2 separate regions of the Sus scrofa genome follow, and region 2 is linked to region 1. A link is a contact called in public Hi-C data. All regions are on one chromosome and are shown on one strand. Each heading gives the region's core, a stretch centred on a gene start, on an enhancer-like site or on the middle of the called end of the contact. The rest is flanking DNA. Distances are from core to core; before and after follow the strand shown. Region 1 holds the start of PIP5K1C (phosphatidylinositol 4-phosphate 5-kinase type-1 gamma). Region 2 holds the start of DOHH (deoxyhypusine hydroxylase).

The links. A called contact is a pair of places that touch in the nucleus more often than the background predicts.
Region 2: a Hi-C map of skeletal muscle shows a contact between it and region 1, with 9 times the contacts expected there. The contact joins the promoter of DOHH here to the promoter of PIP5K1C in region 1. A contact is called at or near these places in 2 of 5 promoter capture datasets (fetal skeletal muscle and liver), 19 of 47 Hi-C or Micro-C datasets (alveolar macrophages, brain, embryonic fibroblasts and 11 more) and 1 of 2 datasets of contacts at active chromatin or transcription factors (alveolar macrophages).

The regions. Positions count from the first base shown.
Region 1 is chr2:74,975,847-74,978,687 of Sscrofa11.1, reverse strand. It overlaps PIP5K1C (phosphatidylinositol 4-phosphate 5-kinase type-1 gamma), which reads right to left and starts at 1,422. Exons shown (of 18, transcript XM_021084102.1): 1 at 1,190-1,422. The coding sequence starts at 1,283.
Region 2 is chr2:75,163,165-75,166,005 of Sscrofa11.1, reverse strand. It overlaps DOHH (deoxyhypusine hydroxylase), which reads right to left and starts at 1,470. Exons shown (of 5, transcript XM_003123042.4): 1 at 1,132-1,470. It also overlaps a transcript of FZR1 not described here.

The sequences.
Region 1 (2,841 bases), core at 173-2,672:
CCTGGGAGGAGCAGAGGATTCTGCAGATTCAGAAACTTCCTACTTGGGAGCTTGCAACCTTGACCAAGAAGGAACCGACCCTCTAGGCAATGGCTGGGCTTTGCACACCACCCCAGGGAAAGGCAGGCCGTGAACCCACAGGGCTGAGCAAGGCTGCCTCCCTCCCCAAACCTGCCATACTAGAGGATGAGGGAGGCCTGCCAAGGAGAGGGACACAAGAAAGCAGTGACCCTACAGCGCCATGGTAGCCCCCCAGCATCCAGAGAGAAAGGGAGGGGGGCGCTCCTCCTCCCCCCTCTGCTTGCAGAGCCCTGGCACTGAAGGTGCCTGGAGATGTCATCCCCCTACCCCCCTCCTGTTATAGGAAGGTAAACTGAGGCCCAGAAAGGGCAGGAGTGGTCAGTGCACTAGAAACCGGATCTGGTGAATTCCACAAAAAATGATAAGGGAGTCAGGAGGCTGACCCAGCTGGCCTCCAAGACCCCTCACTTCCACCACAGCAGCCCCTGCCCTTCACGACCAATAAGACGCGCCCACAGCGTGACCGCCTGAAGGGGAAGGGGTGAGGCCCGGAAGCTGATACCCGCAGGGTGGGAGGCCCTCAGCAGTGGGTCCAGGCAGTGGGGAACATCTGGGACAGCGTCACCCCTTGGAGGCGGGGCCCTCCACCGGAACGGGGGTAGTCCACTATCCCACATGTGTAGCAGCCCCCGACAACAAGACTGGGTGGGATGTCGTCCCCAAGCGCCCTCACGAGGAGGCAGTGCACCCACCCGCTGCGCGTCCTAAACAGGGGTCTCATTCCCCAGAGGTGAGAACCCATCTTGCCTACATGCCTCCAAAGGGGGCTGCTCCACCCACTGCCTCCCAGAATGGGGCTCTGTGCCCGCCCCCGCCCCCAGACCGGCGTCTTCTGCAAAGACCCCTGGAACAGGAGGCACCACCCGGAGCCCCCAAGGCGGGGCTTTCCATCCTCCCTCTGGCCCCGGGAGGCGCATCCCCCGGTCCTGAAGTGGGGCGATCCATCACCCCCGCGAGCGCCCCCGAGTGGAACGTTCCGTTCCGGCTTCCCCGCTGTGGGTCCCGACGCCCCTCCAGGGCTCGGACGGGTCCACTGGGCCGCGGCGGGGGGGGCAGGCGGGTCCATTCGGGGAGCGGGGAGAGAGGGAGGGAGGTCCGGAACCGTTACCTGCTGCCGCACCGCTCTCCACCGCCCAGGCCGCCTCCGAGGTCACAGCCCCGGCCTCGGCGCTCTCCGCCTCGTCCGGCACCTCCAACTCCATGGCCGCGTGCGGACCTGCCGGCGGGCAGGCGGCCGGAGGCTACGACCGAAGCTGCGGCCGCCGCCGCTGAACAACAACCACCACCGGCTAAAGAGAGCAGGGAGGGGGGTCGGGCCCAGGGAGCGAGGGGCGGGGCCAGGGCGGGGCCAGGCGTTGCGCCATCGCGCATCGCGCGCGCAGCCAATCGGGGATTGGGGGCGGGGCCTGCGTGCTTCCCTGGCCCCCGGAGCACCGCGAGCGCCCTCACGCGCCCAGGGGGTAAAAGGGCAGCACCTTCCCATCACTTAAATATTGCTTTGGTATGGAACACCGTTATTATAGGTACTGAGTGTAAATAATTACAGTTTAAAATTATCATATTGGAGTTCCCGTCGTGGCGCAGTGGTTAACGAATCCGACTAGGAACCATGAGGTTGCGGGTTCGGTCCCTGCCCTTGCTCAGTTGGTTAACCATCCGGCGTTGCCGTGAGCTGTGGTGTAGGTTGCAGACGCGGCTCGGATCCCGGGTTGCTGTGGCTCTGGCGTAGGCCAGTGGCTACAGCTCCGATTCGACGCCTAGCCTGGGAACCTCCATATGCCGCAGGAGCAGCCCAAGAAATGGCAAAAAGACAAAAATAAAATAAATAAAATTATCATATTAAGAGTAACGTTTATATTACATATGTTGCATGTTTAAGATAAATAATAAGTTACATAAAAATAAGTAATTTAATCCACAGTATATAAATTATGTGTGATATTATATATTAATGTTACTTTTAAATAAATAGATGTTATGACAAGTAATAATAATATGCAATGTAAAAATACTTATGATATATAACATTATGTATAACGTAGTAAAAAATTGTTATACATAATAATATTTTGTGTGTGTGTGTCTTTTTAGGGTAGCACCCGTGGCATATGGAGGTTCCCAGGCTAGGGGTAGAATCAGAGCTGTCACCACCAGCCAATGCCACAGCCACAGCCAGCCAAGCCGCAACTGCAACCTACACCACAGCTCACTGCAACACTGACCCTTAACTCACTGAGTGAAGCCTGGGATCGAACCCACAACTTCATGTTTCCTAGTCGGATTCGTTTCCACTGAGCCACGATGGGAACTCCAGTAATGTTTCTAAATGACAAACTCAGTGCTAAAGCCTTCACATGCAACGTCTCCATAAGTCCATAAGTTAGGGACTGTTTCTGTTTGCTTTTTTTTAAAACCAATATATTCCCAGTACCCTACACAGAACCTTACACCTAGAAGACAATAAATATTTGATAATATTGATCAACCAGATGGAAACTATTATCATCCCCATTTACACATGAGAATACAGGAACTAAGAAGGCTGAAGCCACATGCTTGGAATCATACAAAGAACCATGCTGGGAATCTATGTGTTCACTTATTATATTAAGAATGATAGAAGTTCCCAGTGGCGCAGTGGTTAATGAATCCGACTAGGAACCATGAGGTTGCGGGTTCGGTCCCTGCCCTTGCTCAGTGGGTTAACAATCCGGCGTTGCCGTGAGCTGTGGTGTAGGTTGCAGACGCGGCTCGGATCCC
Region 2 (2,841 bases), core at 221-2,720, 190 kb before region 1:
ACTCGTTCTACACAGATTAGCTGTGACCTGTTTGGAGTCACACAGCAAATCAAGGTCAGACAGGACTCAGGACTCCTGACTCCTGATTTATGCAGGGCCTCCCTCAAGACACAAAGGAGAGACACACACTATTTTCTTCCTTGCCATGACCCCAAGACCTAGCACAGCGTCTGTCACCATGGTAGCAGGTATTCAAAAAGTGCCCTTGAATGAATTGACCATCCAGTGTCTGCCAGACACGGTACTAAGCGCTTTATACACAGTATAACTCTGTATCATCTGTAACATCGGGCACATCAACCTCACAGAGTTGCTATGAATGAAGTTATGTTCATAGAGCACTGAGTACCATGATGGCACTTAGGATGCACTTGATAAACCAGCGCTGGTATTAAAATACCAGCAGGGAGTCCAACACCCATCTTTGTGCTCTGAAGGACAAAGGAGGTACACCTAACCACTTGAAGCCTGCCACTCATACCTCAGGCCCATTTTTCAAGGGTGTGGGCGTGGGGTTGGAGGACCCGCCCTCAGCCAAGTCAGAATCTGGGGATCCGCTCACTCTTGCGAAGGTGTGTCTTAGAGACAGACACGAAGAATTAGTAAGGGATGAAGAGTTCAGGATCCCCGAAATCTGGCCCCTCTAAACCAAGAATTCCCAACAAAAAGACTTCTGACAGATACCTTTCTCAAAGAGGGATCGCTCCGACAAGGCATACCTCAGGGCTGCTTGCAGGATCCCCCAGCGAGGACAGGCTTCTCAAAGCTCTTTGGAAGAGTCTCCTAGCATCTGGATGTCTCTAGAACTGTTTACGTGGATCCCCAGTACTGGACCCCTCACAGGCTGGTTTTTCCAGAACCCCGAGAAAGGAGTCGCCCTATCTGGGACCCCCGCCCCACACTTTGACTCTTCAGCGAATGGATCCTCAGAGATAGGGTCTCCAGAACTAAGGGGAAAGATCTCGCCGGGACCTGTCGGAGGAGGCCTTTTTACTCTCCCCCACCAGCCAACGAACAGCGCCGGGATTCCAAATGAGGCGCCCTCCTCTTTCCCGCTCGCCAGGCCTGGACCCCACCCTGTGCTCCCCGCCGCCAGAACGCTCCAGCGAGCTCCCAGATCGAAAGACCTACCAGACCGTCCGGCTCCCGCCGCTGCCACCACCTCTTCACCAACCTCGACGCTCACAGAGTGCTCTGGGGGCCGCCATCTTATCACCCACGTGACCGGGTCGGACGACACCAACGCAGCACCGGGGGGGTGGAAATCCAGTCAGAGGCTCCACAGAATGAGGAGCTACGGAAGCGCGAGTTATCACCTGTGCCAGAGTTCATACTCATACGTCAGTCGGAGTCTATGAGCATTCCTCAGGAAAGCGGAAGGGCAACTTCCATCCTTCCCCTGCGAGAGATTTTCTGCGGCCTACCCACTCGGTAGGACGAGTAGAAATGGTTTGTGCCGATTCAGCACGGAGGTGGGCTGGCTAGGGACAGAGCATGCGTAGTGTCCCCGGGGCGTGGTCAAGTTTCAGGGGCGTGACTAATGGATTCCCTGGGCTGGAAGCGAGATTGGAAAGGATTTTTTTTTTCTGTCTTTTGAGGGCCGCACCCGCGGCATATGGAGGTTCCCAGGCCAGGGGTCTAATCCGAGCTGTTGCTGCCGGCCTACGCCAGAGCCACAGCAAGACCAGATCCGAGCCGAGTGTCTGCGACCTACACCACAACTCACGGCAATGCCGGATCCTTAACCCACCGAACGAGGCCAGGGTGCCCGCAACCTCATGGTTTCTAGTCGGATTCGTTTCCACTGTGCCAAGACCGGAACTCCAAGGGAAGGATTAATAAAGGACTTGACCCATTCATTCATTCATCATTTAATAAATTGTAAATGGGCGCTGAGGACGATGGGCTGAAGCCCTTGCCCTCATAAACCTCATTTGATTGTCTGAAGGAAACAAACAATAGTAAGTAAAAGCACATGCTGGGCTAAAGAGAAAAAAGTCAACGCGGTGCGTGTTATGGGGTGTGCAGTTTTAAAGAACTTGGCTTTACTCTGACAAAATGAGAAGCCACTGGAGTGTCGTAATCAGGGAAATGGCATGCCCTGACTGTTAACAGGATATTCAGACTGGTGAGTAGATAACGGACAAGGAGGGGAACGGTGGAAGCGAGAAAACAGAAATAACTCAGATTCTAAGTTAACTTTGAAGGTGGAGCAAATAGTTTGTGGCTGGAATGGGTATGGAATTTAAAAGAAAGAGTTCTTTTAAGGATAATACAAGGGGTTTTGTGTGTGTGTTTTGGGGTTTTTTTTTTTTTTTTTTTTTTCGCTTTTTAGGGCCCCACCCGTGGCATATGGAAGATCCCAGGCTAGGGGTGGAATCCGAACTGTAGCTGCTGGCCTATGCCCCAGCCACAGCAACACCAGATCCGAGCCGTGTCTGTGACCTACACCACAGCTCACCGAAACGCCGGATCCTTAACCCACTGAGGGATGGAACCCACATCCTCATGGATCCTAGTCGGCCTTGTTAACCACTGAGCCATGAAGGGAACTCCAAGGATAATACAAGTTTTTTGACATGTAGGAAGGAGAGACCAACCATTAGCCAGTAGCCTCCCCATCCTATCAATCCAAGGTCCTGTTAACTCCACCTCTGACTTAGAGTTGGCATCCAGGCACTTCGGTCATTTCTACTGCTCCTATTAAGAGTCTGAACCACCACTGGTGTCATCAGGATGTTGCCTACAAGAAGAAAAGAGAGCTTGTAAGCGATTATATCAAAACAGTACTGTGGTTCCTCAAGAAGTTAAAACATAGAACTACCATGTGATCCAGCAATT